Regions from separate parts of the Canis lupus genome. Here region 1 is linked to region 2. A link is a contact called in public Hi-C data. All regions are on one chromosome and are shown on one strand. The core of a region is the stretch at or near the end of the contact, and the rest is flanking DNA. Distances in the headings are between cores, read along the strand shown. Region 1 holds the start of RESF1 (retroelement silencing factor 1). Region 2 holds the start of ETFBKMT (electron transfer flavoprotein beta subunit lysine methyltransferase).

Region 1 (7,717 bases), core at 3,658-6,157, 250 kb before region 2:
CCTTGAAAACATGTGAAGTGAGAGAAAAGTCACAAAGGATCACATATCATTATTATTAATTCATCTAAAAGAAATGTTCAGAACACACAAATCTAGAGATAAAAACTAGATTAATAGCTGCATGGGAATGCTTGGGTTGGAGGAAAGGGAAGTTATTTGTGAAGAAGATTCCAAAATACAGGCATTATAAAGAGTCACTCTAAATAGAGTCAAAAGGATAGTGAAGAAACAGGGCCTATGCTGGTCTCCAGTTTCAATTTTTGGAACACCATGAACTTTTGACTTTTGGCAACTAGACCACCTCCTGGAATACATCCTCCTACTTTGGACTGAAATAGAGAATGTTCACGTCTATTAACCAAATAATCAATCATGTGTTACAGTTAGTTTAAACTCTGCTAGCAAAAAAAAAAAAAAAAAAAAAAAACTCTGCTAGCACCAACCATTATTCTTCCAAAACAAGTTATATAGCCTTGTGGTTTCTGCCTATATAAGCATGCACTCCCCACTCACTGGAGCATACTCTGAATTCTGGTCAACTCTGGGTGTCCTAGACTGCAGTCCCTAAGACACCAAATAAACCCTTTTGTTTGCTTTACAGCCTCATTATCATCTAGATTGACACCATTAATGAACATGGAGATGGTTTTGGAGGTCAAGAAACTGTTCTAAAATTAACCTGCAGTGATGGCTGCATACCCCGTGAATATACTGAAAACCACCGTACTCTGTAAATGGGCAAATTCAATCATATGAATATGGTATATGAATTATATCTCTGAACTGTAGTTGGAAAAAAAAAGCAAACACAGCATTTCCCTGTTATTAACTTAGGCACATGACCCAATGAAATTAATTCTAGACTTTTGATAAAGCAATCATATGAAAGGCATGTCTGTTCAAGTTGAAGTTGAATGTATATTATACCTGGAGATACTGCAGCCACTCAATGAAGGGGGAGGGTGTGCCTGAGAATTAAGTCAATGTTGAAGACAGCAAAGATAGAGTATCTCAAAAGTCTTTTAAGATTTTCTTTCCTTTGGGCAGCCCCGGTGGCTCAGCAGTTTAGTGCCGCCTTCACCCCAAGGTGTGATCCTGGAGACCCAGGATCGAGTCCCACGTCAGGCTCCCTGCATGGAGCCTGCTTCTCCTCTGCCTGTGTCTCTGCCTCTGTGTGTGTGTGTGTGTGTGTGTGTGTGTGTGTGTGTGTCTCATGAATAAATAAATAAAATCTTTAAAAAAAAAAAGATTTTCTTTCCTTAGATTCAGATGCTGAATCCAGCCAAACATGAAGATTGAGCCACTTGAACTTCTAAATGATGTGATCCAATAAATTACGTTTTGAGGCTTAAAAAAAAAAATTTATGATTTGTTTCTTATAACCTATAGTGGAAAATACATCCTATAACACACTTTGCAACCTTAACCATAAAGATTTTATCTACAAATGAAGTGTTGTAATTTAATACATCTCAAGAGAATCTTAGTGATTATCATTAAATGTTTGCAGTAATTACAACAATGAGCAATGTCTCACTTGAGACACTTACCTCAACAGGCCAGCCTCCAACATTGCCCTTCAATTTACAAGCACATTTAAGATCTCAAGAATATACACACTACAATGATGGCTCCAAAAAAAAGCATTCAGAATTCCTCAAAGTCCACAAGATTACTTCTTTCTTTACAAGGCTTATTACAAAGCAAATTTTAACTTGCATTTCTGGAGACAGAGTTGGTAAACTGTTATCTCTTTACCTCAAACTGAAAAGTATGCCTTACATGGTGGGGATGGGACAGGACAGTGGAGAAAGCCTGGTTACAACAAAAAAAATCTGGAAATCCAACTTTATAAATACCTATTTACTTTTTTTTTCTATTTACTTATTTTTAAAGATTTTATTATATACTTATTTGAGAGTGAGCAAGCACAGGCATATGTACGGAAAGGGGAGGGGCAGAGGGAGAAGAACAAGCATCCCTCCCAGCCCAACACAAAGCCAAGCTGGTTGCAGAGCTCGACGTGGGGCTCAATCCCAGGACTCCAAAACCATGAACCTAGCCCAAGTCAGATGTGTAACTGACTGAGCCACCCAGGTGCCCTTATAAATACCTTTTAAAACAGCAAGATCAATTTGCTAAATATCTGTGCTTCTATTTGTACGAGATACCAATAATCTAAATGGGAAGAGATTCCTGTACATCACACAATAATGTGGAAAAACAGGGCTGTGGGGCAAATATGCCCTCAATAAAGAATTTAATGGAGGTGTCCCTGATTTCAAATTAAACCTGCAGGTAAAAACTATAGACTTGCGTTCTGGTACTTCCTTGCAAAAACTGAACCTACAACAGGTTCTATAGTGAGAGGTTTAATCAACACAAAGCTGTTAAATTGACTTAGAGTTGATAAACTTTAGAGCTTAAAGCAAACTGAATTTCCTATTAGACGTAATACATCTTTCCTTATATAAAATACAAGCCATAATATCTTTCCTCTAACAGGACAACAGCTAAAATTTATTGAGCACTTACCACTTACAGCCAGCAGCTGTTCCAAGTAGGTCATATGAATAAAAAATCATGTAACTTATCCCACCAATGCTATGAAGCAGGTGCTACTGTTATCCTCATTTTACAGATGAGAAAACAGAGGCAAAAGGTTAAATAATTTTGGGCAGCCCCAGTGGCTTAGCACCACCATCAGTCCGGGGTGTGATCCTGGAGACCTGGGATCCAGTCCCACATCGGCTCCCTGCATGGAGCCTGCTTCTCCCTCTGCCTGGGTCTCTGCCCCTCTCTCTGTCTCTCTTCTCTCTGTGTCTCTCATGAATGAATAAATGAAATCTTAAAAAAAAAAAAAAAAAAAAAGGTTAGATAATTTTCCCAAGGTTGTACAGATAATAAATGGTACAGCCAAGACCTGAAACTCAGCAAAGGATGCAAGGCCACGGTCTTAATCATTACAGAATATTTCCTGACACAACTTGGGTGTTTACAGGATGGAAGCCCTGGAGATGATCACTCTGGTTTTAGAGGTTGTCCTCTCTCAGAATGGTTCTCCTAGAGTTGAGCTCTATGCTGCCTCACCCCAACCCCTTGCCAGAAATAATAAAAACAAATTTTAAAAAAGGAAGAAACAGAACCATCTTAAGTAGACCTCTGCCTGAGTAACTTGACCCAGTCACCTCACCATGATCTACTCTTCCTTATTCACAAAAGATTAACAACTGAATTCTCTAGGCTAGGTCAACCATTGTCATGTGTCCTCAAGCTCTGTCACTGAATCCATTGTATCCTGCCATTTAATTGTCTAACTGATGCTGATTCGTTTAATTAATAATTTCATTCCACAACAGAAAAATCAGAGGAGGCTACTTGGAGGTAACATACTTACTTGTTAAGTATAATCTTACTCTTTTACCATTGTGTACGTTCCCATTTCCCTCCAAACACGTGCTCCCCCTTCACACAGTGTTTTTACTTCTTTGGTCCTAGGAAGAGCAAGAAACATTCTGCAATTAGCGGTTTAATATAAAGCGTATATATATATATATATATATATTTTTTTTTTTTTTATTTATAATGAATTTTACAGTCACAATAAAAGCACACGTTTCATCTGTTTACCCTGATAGGACAACTGCCGGGCCAGAGTGTGTTCCTGTAAGGTTGCACCAAAAAAAAAACGCACTAAGTCTGCAAAATTCCTACTAGGTGTGCAACCTGACAGAAACACAAACTAGGTGTGGCCTCGAATACCCTTCACTGCTTAAAATGAGAATTCGTGTGTGTGTGGGGGGGGGGGGGGTCCTCCAGGTTCACTGCTGTCCGACCGTTCTAGAACAAATACTTCAATTGCACTGCAATTTCCCTCACTGGAAGAGTTCGGAGAATCCGACTGCACAGAGAAAAATAATTAATAATAATAATAATAAAAGAATGTGAAGTAAAACCTTAACATTCCTGCATGTTCACGCTGGTACCATTTACAACCAACGTCAAACAGAAAAATCCCCAAACAAGCTCCCTACTGAAATGCGCCCCGAGCTTGAATCGCGACGCCGGCTGCCCTCTTTTCTTCTCAAGCTGGGCTCTTGACAAGTATCACAAATGAATTGTCTTCACGGAAACGATTCCCCCCCGCCCAAAGGTCGCCGCTGAGGTCGAGACCGGAGTCCCCCGAGGACACCCAAGAGCGACAGACGCCCGGAGGAGCCGAGCGCGGGGAGCGTCCGCCGGCCCCTGGGAGACGCTCGCCGGGCGGTCCCGCTTCGGGAGGGTCAGCAGGACGGAGCCGCGGAGAAGGAAACGCTCGAGAAACAGTAAATGCAAAAACAAAGACTTTTTTTTTTTTTTTCCCACGACCACGACGCAGGAAATAATTAAAAACAGAAGCTTCTCTCACACCCACCGCCTCAACAATCGCCTCGCGGCGCCACAAAACGCGCACCCGCCACCTCCACCGCGGACTGAGGCGATTTAAAGCAAACAGCCCGCGAGGCGCCGCCCTGGGGCGCGGGCTCCGAGTCTGGCGGCGGCCGGCGGGGCCCCGAGCGAGGCTGCCCGCCCAGCCGCGGGCGGCCGCGCGCCCGAGCCTCCCCGCCCGAGGCCCGGAGCCGCCCGAGCGCCCGCGACCCCGCGCCGCCGTCCGCGCCTCAGAACAAAAGCGGCCGCCGCCGCCGCCGCCGCCGCCCGCGGGCGCCTGGGCTTGGGGCGCCTGGGCTTGGGGCGCGCGGACCCGCGGAGGCGAGCGAGGGGCCGCGGGCCGCCGGGCCGCACACTTACCGACGGGCCCAGAGCCCAGCGCGGGCCAGCGGGGAGGACGCTCCGGCCTCCCGGGCCCCTGAGTTTAAGTCAGCTCGGGCCGCCTCCGGGGGCGGGTCGAGCGGCGAGGCCCCGGCTCCTCCCGCGGCTGGGCCCCGCCCCCGGCCGTGGGCGGCCGCCCGGAGGCCGGCGGCGCCCGGGTCCTAGTGCCCCCCGGGTAAGCAAGGCGGCGGCCGGTCGGGCCTTCCAGTCCCGGGCGGCGAGATTTGCAAAAGCCCGCTCCCGTGTCTGATAGGAATAAAGGGGAAAGGAGAGAAAATGAGTGGGAAGTATCAGTGAGGGTGACGGATCGTGAGAGACTCCTCACTCTGGGCAATGAACCAGGGGTGGTGGAAGCGGAGGTGGGCGGGGGGATGGAGGGACCGGGGGCGGGCCGGGGGGGGGCGGGGGGCACTTGACGCGATGAGCACTGGGTGTTATGCTCTATGTTGGCAAATCGGATCCAATAAAAAAATATATACAGGGGATCCCTGGGTGGCTCAGCGGTTTAGCGCCGCCTTCAGCCCAGGGTGTGATCCTGGAGACCTGGGATCGAGTCCCACATCAGGCTCCCTGCATGGCGCCTGCTTCTCCCTCTGCCTGTGTCTCTGCTCCCCTCTCTCTCTCTCTGTGTGTGTGTCTCTCATGAATAAATAAATAAGATATTTAAAAATATATATATTAAATAAGACATTTAAAAATATATATATGCAAAAAAATTAAATTTGAATGAAAAAAAAAAAGTCTCTATCAGTGGTTCTCTGCCTTTCACTCACATCAGAAGCATCCAGAGAGCTCCTTAAAAAGGATTGAAGCGCACCACCTTGCAAAATTGCCAATTCAGTGGGCTAAAGTAAGGCTGAAAATGCAGATTTATTTTTTTAAGATTGGTTTGAGAGAGAGAGAGTCAGGCAGAGACACAGGCAGTGGGAGAAGCAGGCTCCATGCAGGGAGCCGGATGGGGTCTCAAGCCCTTAACTGGGATCACGCCCTGAGCTGAAGGCAGATGCTCAACCCTTGAGCCACTTAGATGTTCCTGAAAGGGTAGATTTCTAACAAGCTCCCGGGATAGGCTGTTGCTGCTGATCTCAGAGCCAATGATACAGGGTATGGGGTCAGCAAACTTAATATAAAACAAGTGAAAGAGAAAGCACACCAAGTGAAGCGCACCAAGTAAATAATTTTTTTTTTCAGGTCATTGAAATAGGGAGAACGACAATTAATGCAGAGGAAACTTCCAAAAGTTAGGCCTTTTTTTTATGAGGGGTTTTATAGGAAGAAGTAAATGAGAGAATATGTCTGAGTGGTTAAACGTAAGAAAAGGCAGAGGTGGTTAGTTCTTGGCATAGGGAAGGCAGGGTATTCCTTCACCCCCAGGTCTGGATCTTGACTCTGCCACTCACTAGACATACAACTTTGGGAAAATCACTTAATCTGTTTCTGCTATTTTCCTGCCTGTAAAAGAAGAATAACAGGAATGCAGGTTTCTCCTGCTGTCTGAAAGTAGAGAATTCATATGAAAAGCCAAAGCGGTGTAAAGTGAGGAAGCAATTACCATTAATTTATGTGGAAACATTTTTGAGCATTCCCAGACCCAAAGAACAACTCCTTTTAGGCTTTCCTTAGGACACATCTTGCTAACAGATGCACAGAATAAGTTGGGATAAAGCACAGATGCTCACATAGTTAAAAGCTATAGCAGCTCAATGCTGAGATACCGAGTGTAGTTCCCAAGGAAGGTGAATTGGCGATGCCACTCTGGCTGCTCCGGGTACACTCCGCATCACAAACGCTGAATGCTATTCTCACTTATCATCTTTTTGCAGGAAAGCAAACATCTTCTTCAGATTTCCTTGGGTTAGCACAAACAAGTACTAATGTAAGTCTTTCGTAAAAGCAAAGTAGCATAAGGAAACCTTTCAAAAAGTGAAAAGCAGTGGGGCAGCCCTGGTGGCGCAGCAGTTTAGTGCTGCCTGCAGCCCAGGGCGTGATCCTGGAGACCCTGGATTGAGTCCCACGTCAGGCTCTCTGCATGGAGCCTGCTTCTACCTCTGCCTGTGTCTGACTCTCATTCTCTCTCTGTGTCTCTATGAATAAATAAATAAAAAATCTTTTAAAAAAAATAGTGAAAAGCAGTGGATACTTGTACTTACTTTCTAGGATTATTGAGACCATTACATAAATTAACGCATTAACTTAGGACATCTCCTGGAGCATGGAGTGGTATACTTGGCTCAGAAAAGGGGTTTTCCAGAGCCTAAGCCATACAGATAGACTATGAGAAATCAACCCAAGGGAGAGGGAGTTCTATTGCCAGAAAGTCTGATGCAGACCCCACTCCTACATAGCCTAAGGAAGGCTTAATGCCCAGCAAGATTTAATGCCCAGGAAGCTACAACTTTATTTGAGATGAAGTCACTGATCTCTCTGCCATGTATCCTTGTCTGTGTTTATGCTGACTTTCTCCTTTCTCCTTTAGATAAGTAAAGCTTGTCTGACTTCCAAAAAGTGTTTGGTCTTTCCACAAATCCTAAAGTACAACTGGCATTCATCAATTTAGCAGCCTTGAAGGATCACCAGCAAGGAGACTTGCAGAGGGAAGACACAATCTCTAGGACTTGAAAGTATATTTAATACAGGGCTGGATCTTACATTGACTTCTGTTTACCGTACTTATGGCACAGTGTTCCAAAGAACCATATTATCCAGATGGTCAGGCTTGTGGGACCCAGGAAATTTAACAAAATCCCTTATCCCTGGACAAGCAGAGCAGGACTGACTCTATTTTGTGCTGCACCCGCCTTGTGCTGACCTGCTTATTGCTTAGGGTACTGCCCCACCCTAGTCAAAGACCAGGGCACACCCTAATTGGAAATCCGGCTCAGTGATAGGCCGACCTGCTTATTGCTTA
Region 2 (6,762 bases), core at 2,795-5,294:
GGCTGAGGAGGTGGAAGAGACCTCATGCAGATTCAGGGACACCTGGCTGGCTCAGTAGGCAGAGCATGCAACTCTTGATCTTGGGGTTGTGAGTTCAAGCCCCAAGATGGGCATAAAGCTTAATTTAGAAAAAAAAAATTTTTTTTTTAAATGCAGATTCAAGTCCAGAGTTCACCTGAGATGTCAGTAAGCCACTAAAGAGGGAATCCTTGCGGGGCCCACTCACATCTCTTGTTCTTTGGGATTGAGAAGAGGCTCAAGGGTGGGAGTATAAGACTCAAGGAGCAACATTTATGAGATTAAACTAGGAGAACTAAAGGGTTGGGGCTTTGGGGTCCATCTTGAAACTGCACTGGCCATACCTTATGAACCATGAACCAGACAATACTGTGAATTTAGATTACTTACAGCTATCTAGGGTCTTGACAGTTAATCCTAGGGTTTCTCTTAAAGAACTGTATTTGAGGAAATAGCTTGATAAATCTGGAGTATGCTTAAACTGCTCCGTATGTGACAAGACTTTGAGGTTTTACTGTTTGGTTATTTTTGTGTGAGGAGAAAGGAGAATATAGAGTTGGAAGGGGCTGAAAAAAGAATCTGCAGAAAACAGAAAGGATCTGGAAGGGCCTTAAGGCTTCCCATTTCAGTCAGGAGAGTACCTAGACAGGGCTTGGCCTCCAGGCCAGTAGATTGCCCAGTATGGTTCGCTATAGGGCCACAGGTCAGCTCTCTGCCACCAGAACTTGCATCTGGGTGTCAAAAGCCGCAACTGGATTTCAGGGGTGAGGCTGCCACTGCTGGTGACTTCAGTGTTCTCCTCCAGGAAAGCTTTCATCTCAGGGTCCAAAAAGCTTCCAGTTCGTCTCCAAGGGCAGCGGCCCCAGGGAAACAAGGAAAGACCACTACTCCTCACTGCTTTCAGAAAGACACTACAGTGATTCGTGGCAAATGGTGCAAATGTTCTCCGGCCTAGGTTCAAAGCCATGAGTCCTTTTCCAAACCACAGGTTCTGTCACTGTTGCTGTTGATAAGAGCTGCTGCTTCTTGTGAGGAAGGAAAGGTCTGGCTGCCACGGTGATCTCAACTGGAATTGGTGGGTCTCTAAAAACAGAAAGAATACTGAAAATCCCAAGGCTGATGGACACTTCCACATCCCATTGTGTAGTAAGAAAATAGTGCAGTGTAAAAATCTGTAGCAGAGGATTCACAAGTGCAAGTCCATTTCAGATGGAAGTGTTGGTACATCAACTCAGGAAAATCCAACCGTTTTAAAGGAAGCCTTTTGGGGTGCCTGGGTGGCTCAGTCAGTTAAGTGGCTGCCTTCAGCTCAGGTCATGGTCTCAGGGTCCTGGGATGGAGCCCCGGCATCAGGCTCCCCACTCAGTGGAAAATGTGCTTCTCCCTCTCCCCCTACTCATGCGTGCTCGCTCGCTCTCCCCCTCTCTCAAATAAATAAAATCTTTAAAAAAAAAAAAAAAACACACACACACATACACAAGCCTTTTTCACAACAAAAGCCTTTTAATACTTTAGAACAAATATACAAGCGTTTGATTTTGAGAGAAATCCTCGGAAATATGCCTGTTACATAAAATAAGGTTTACCTTTAAAATCCTTTCTCACATACACACAAGATACATTTAATAAACCACTTACTTTTAAGCAGGCACTGTGAATAAAAGAAGTCTCCGACTTCAGGAACCTTAGACTAGAGGTGAGGTAGAGCTATTACCAGGGCAAACACGCTTCTTGCCTATATGAAGTCTTGCCAAGAGTTGTGGAGGTTACCAAACCATAATTGTGGACAAAGATAATACAAATTATCCTCAGTACCCTCTATTTCAATAACGGTTGTTGTAGCATAAAACATCAAGGTAATCAAGCTTCAAATTTTTTTCTTTAAAGAAATTTTTACAGATTTGTCATTACAGAATATCAATTCACAAACATCTTCCCGTAAATATCTCCTGATTCATGTTAACCAAGCCTGGGCCAAAAAGTCTTGTTCCAATAGGAAAAACACCTTGATGAGAGTAAGAATAGGGCAGCCCGGGTGGCTCAGTGCTTGAGCATCTGCCTTCAGCCCAGGGCGTGATCCTGGAGACCGAGATTGAGTTCTGCTCTGCGTTGGGCTCCCTGAATGGAGCCTGCTTCTCCCTCTGCCTGTGTCTCTGCCTCTCTCTGTGTGTCTCTAATGAATAAATAAATAAAATCTTTAAAAAAGATTTAAAAAAACAAAAAGAATAAGAAACAGCAGTTTGAACTATATGCCCAGTTATCTGGGACCTCTGACCAAATCCGCATAAATGTTCTAAATATCCCTACATCCATCCACCCAAATATTTAGAGGCCCCAAACGCAAATGCCTCGCAGGGGCCAGAGGGCTGACCCACAACTGATGCCGCTGGTTGTAACAGAGCGGCTCTGGCGACCTGAGCCTGCTGCTGAGCAGACCAAAGAGGCCAGCAAACTGCTTCCCGGTTAAGCACACGGCCGCCACATCTTGCAAGCTCTCAAGATAATCCAGATATTTGCATCTACAAACCACATGGTAGATGCAAGCGGTCAATTAAAATATCAGAACACACAGGGCAGCCCGGGTGGCTCAGCGGTTTAGCGACGCCTTCAGTCCAGGGCGTGATCCTGGAGACTCCGGATCAAGTCCCACGTCGGGCTCCCTGCGTGGAGCCTGCTTTTCCCTCTGCCTGCGTCTCTGTGTGTCTCTCATGAATAAATAGATAAAATCTTTAAATATGTATTATAATTATATATTGTGTCAATATATATTATCACATATTATATAATTATATAATTAAATTATATGATTATATAATATATACATTATAATACATTATATGTATTATAGTATATTATACAATATATTTAATTTAAATTAATATATATTTGATGTATTAATATAGTATATATATGATTAAATTACATGTTAATATATATTTAATATTTAATATATATTTAAATTAAATGTGACATAAAGATTATGTATTATATATTTAGTATATTAATACATTTAATTCATATATATAAATATATCAGAACACAAGGCAGGCGAAATGCCCGTCAGGCCACCTGTGTGTGAGCTCGGGCTAGATTCTCAGTGGGTGTCACCCCCCACCACGCCCCGGGACCCCAGGGTCTCCGACAGCCTCGCTTCTCTCACTGGACTGATCCCGTTAGGAAGTGCTGGGTCTGCCCTTCAGGGCCGAGGCCTAAGCTTAAAAACACAGCGGAGCGGGTGCCTGGGCGGCTCAGGCTGTTGAGCGTTTGCGTCTGGCTCAGGTTATGACCCCGGGGTCCCGGGGTCCCGGGATCAAGTCCCATAGGGGTTCCCTATGCAGTGGGGACTCGGCTGCTCCCTCCATCTCTGCCCCTCCCCACACAGTGCTCGCTCTCAAATAAAACCCTTATTTTTTTTCTAAAGATTTTATGTATTTATTCATGAGAGGCGCAGGCATAAATAAAATCCGTAAAACCAAAACCAAAACCACAGCAGGGACGCCCGGGTGGCCCAGGGCGGGATCCCGGGTCGCGGGATCGAGGCCCACGTCGGGCTCCCCGCATGGAGCCTGCTTCTCCCTCTGCCTCTCTCTCTCTCTCTCATGAATAAGTAAAAATAAATAATTAATTGAAATGTTTTTTTAAAACACAGCAAAGAGGATTGTGGTTCGGGACACCCCGCGGGCTAGCGCGGCGCCTCCCCGCCCCCGTGAAGCATCCTCTGGGAACCCGGGACTGGGCGCGGCACACTCGGTCGGTACCTGCGTTCCTTGTTGAGGAGAGAGGACGGGTTAAAAGGGGGAAGCTCCAAACGCGTCCGTGACCACGTTATTTCCCTCCGAGAACGGGAGTCCGCCTTAAAGGCGCAGGCGCAGTCCTTTTGTCCTTCCCAGGCTGGGCTATGAGCGCGCGGGGAAGCTAAGCCCTCGCCTTTGAGCGTCTTTCCCGGCATGCTTTAGAGCCGCACCCGGCGCGCGGCGGCCCCGCGGGGAGGCGGACGCTGGGCTCCCAGTGCGGAGCGCGGAGCGCGGGTCCCGCCCCCCTTCCCAGCAGCCTCTCCGCCTTTGCCAACCTTTCTTAAAGGGGCCGGGCCTCCCGAGGAGGAGCGGGGCACCTGAGGTCGCTCAGCGAGGGAGGGACCCCGAGCTCCGGTTCCTGCGAAATCCAGTCAAACTGTGGAGCGTCTGCTCTGTGCCAGCCACGCCTTGGAGACGGGGCAGCGTTGCTCTTCCCTTCCTCCACCCTACAAAGCTGCTTCCAGCTGCTCGCAGAATTACATTGGCCTTAAACACATCCGCAGAACAACCCCGAGTTGCATGTTGTGCCTGGGGGGACGCCAGTGCGGAGACAGAAGGGGCGAGGAGCTCTGGGTGTCATCCTGAGCTAAGGTGAAGGGAGTTGGGCTCTTCAAAGGGAAGGAGAGTAATTCACAGAAGACGACAAGGAGTAAATGTGTGCTGGGCCGCACAGAAGCAAGGGGATGGCGAGAGCGATCGTCAGACTTTGCTAAACTCCTACCTGTCTCACCTGCGTCCCACGGTACTGCAGTTACCTATGGTGAGAGATCTCTTCTGGAGCAGGTCCTCTGTTGAAATTTTTTATTTTTTTTATTTTTATTAAGAGACACAGAGAGAGGCAGAGACACAGGCAGAGGGAGAAGCAGGCTCCATGCAGGGAGCCCGACGTGGGACTCGATCCCGGGACCCCAGGATCACGCCCTGGGCCGAGGGCAGGTGCTCCTCCGCTGAGCCACCCAGGCGTCCCATGTTTAAATTCTTTTAAGCAGTTGGAGGAGGCCAGTTTCTCCCTGAGTCTTTTATACCTTGATGGTTTTCAGCTCAGAAATAATCCACAAAAAACAAAACAAAAAAAAAAAAAAAAAGAAAGAAAGAAAAGAAAAAAGAAAAAGAAAAAGAAAAAGAAAGAAAAGAAATGATCCACAAGCCAAATAATCCACACACACACATATGAAAAAAAAAAAAAAGATCCACAAGCCAAAGTGGCACCTCTCGGGGCAATTCCTCCACAGCCCCTACGCACACCTGGGCACCAGGCATGCAGCGCGGAGCAACCCAGACGCACCGTAAGCCCTCCGTGACAGCTTAAATCCCGAAGGACGTCCTCTCTTTTCTAATTTTCATAGATATACACTATAAATCTGTTTGCAACCTTTATCACTCAAGTTCTGGACCCACGTGTCCATCTTGCAACCCTCCACCTATTCCAAACTCCACTCGCCTCCGTACCTGACCCTGAAAACCCTCTCTGGGGTGTCAAAGGAGAAAGAAAATTGACCTCCAGTAAGGAACAGGCAAATCGGGTTTCTGCACCTGAATCTGCAATTGGGGGAATGGTTTGGCAGCCACCTGTTCAAAATTAGAGGCTGTTGCTTCTGTTCTCCATCTCGGCCCTCTGTTCGAGGGGTTTCCCACTTTCCCTACAAACTGGAACCTCTAGGAACTACTTAGAAGGAGATGAAACCTTGTTCCAGGTAACAACCCCAGAGGCATCCTTCTCATTTGCTTTTGCAGGAATGGCTGTGCTTCTTTTAGAAGGAAGGATAGGCACCTAGCCTCTCTGAGTCCCTCTGCCCTACATTTCCTCTATAAAAACTAATATTGATAAGGGAGAGCTTGGTTCTTGTCTCACAGAGTCGAAGACTGAATCTCATGGACAACAAAGTGAGCAAAGAAGTAGAAGTTTATTAAGCAGAGGTACGGAGAAAGCTCTTAAAGGTAAAAGGGGTCCTGAGAGGGTTGCCCCCTGAGGCCTTTTATGGTCTTTTATAGGAAACTGACCAGGGAACTTGGTAGATTTCTCATCAATATCAGGGTGGATTTGTAAATATCATGTCTATATTTAGAAACAACATGGTGAATTTGTAACTATCACAATAACAAACAAGATGTTCTTATAAATATCATGAGCCCAAACAAGGTGTTCCCTTCTCTCTGATTAGTATCTCCTGCATAACATTTCTCTACATCTGGGATTTCTCTGAGCCTAGTCAGGTAGCCCTTGGCCTTGAGATGCCATCTTATGCCATCTTGGTTTGAGCAGGGACTATCAATAACACCTTAATGACATTTCTTTGTAGTCTGGTGAGTTTCTGCGATTACTCAGTAGCCATTAAAGGGGGATACTCCTAACATGTTGGAGCTAGGGAGCCAGGTTTATTTTTTTTCTGTTTTTACTGTCTTGTGTCCCTTTTCTTGAGATGGGTAAGAGCCTGACTCTGGGGCCTTTCCCTTATCTTTCCCTGCCTAGCACCATCTGCCCCTAACTCATGACTATGAATAAAATTGTATTTATTAACTAGCTATTTAAAAAAAAAAAAAAAGCTGCTGATGTATACCTTTGTTTTCTCAACCAGAATTTCTCATTTCCGCACTCCGATTATCTTACTAGCAATAAACCTTAATACATGTTCAAGATCAATTGGTCAAAGAATTGTTTTCAACTCGCTTCTGTATTCTATCCCTGTGAATAGCAAGGACCTCCCAATTATTCCCCAAGACACCAGGGAGAGGAGACAGACCTAACATTTCTACAAAAGAGGGTTTCCAGTAAAAATCTTAAGTGCTCATCATTGAAGATGCATTTAATAATGTGAAGAAAAAAAAAAGTGAAGACACCTTAACTAAAACTTGGAACTAGGCTAAAGGGACTGCTAAATGTCCTTTCCCCACTTTAGTAATTTTAAAATTGATCCATTTTCTTTTCCTTCTGCTATTGCCTTAGTTCAGT

Evidence for each region. Hi-C and Micro-C count contacts between places; a contact is called where the count stands out from the background.
Region 1: a contact with region 2 is called in a Hi-C map of blood, with 2.1 times the contacts expected there. The contact joins the promoter of RESF1 here to the promoter of ETFBKMT in region 2. A contact is called at or near these places in 4 of 9 Hi-C or Micro-C datasets (amygdala, blood and skin fibroblasts).

The regions. Positions count from the first base shown.
Region 1 is chr27:29,711,537-29,719,253 of UU_Cfam_GSD_1.0, reverse strand. RESF1 (retroelement silencing factor 1) reads right to left here and starts at 4,907. Exons shown (of 5, transcript XM_038577216.1): 1 at 4,789-4,907; 2 at 3,398-3,494.
Region 2 is chr27:29,457,920-29,464,681 of UU_Cfam_GSD_1.0, reverse strand. ETFBKMT (electron transfer flavoprotein beta subunit lysine methyltransferase) reads right to left here and starts at 4,044. Exons shown (of 3, transcript XM_038577206.1): 1 at 3,777-4,044. The coding sequence starts at 3,967. It overlaps LOC106557923 (a long non-coding RNA gene), which reads left to right and starts at 3,970. Exons shown (of 4, transcript XR_005380012.1): 1 at 3,970-5,506.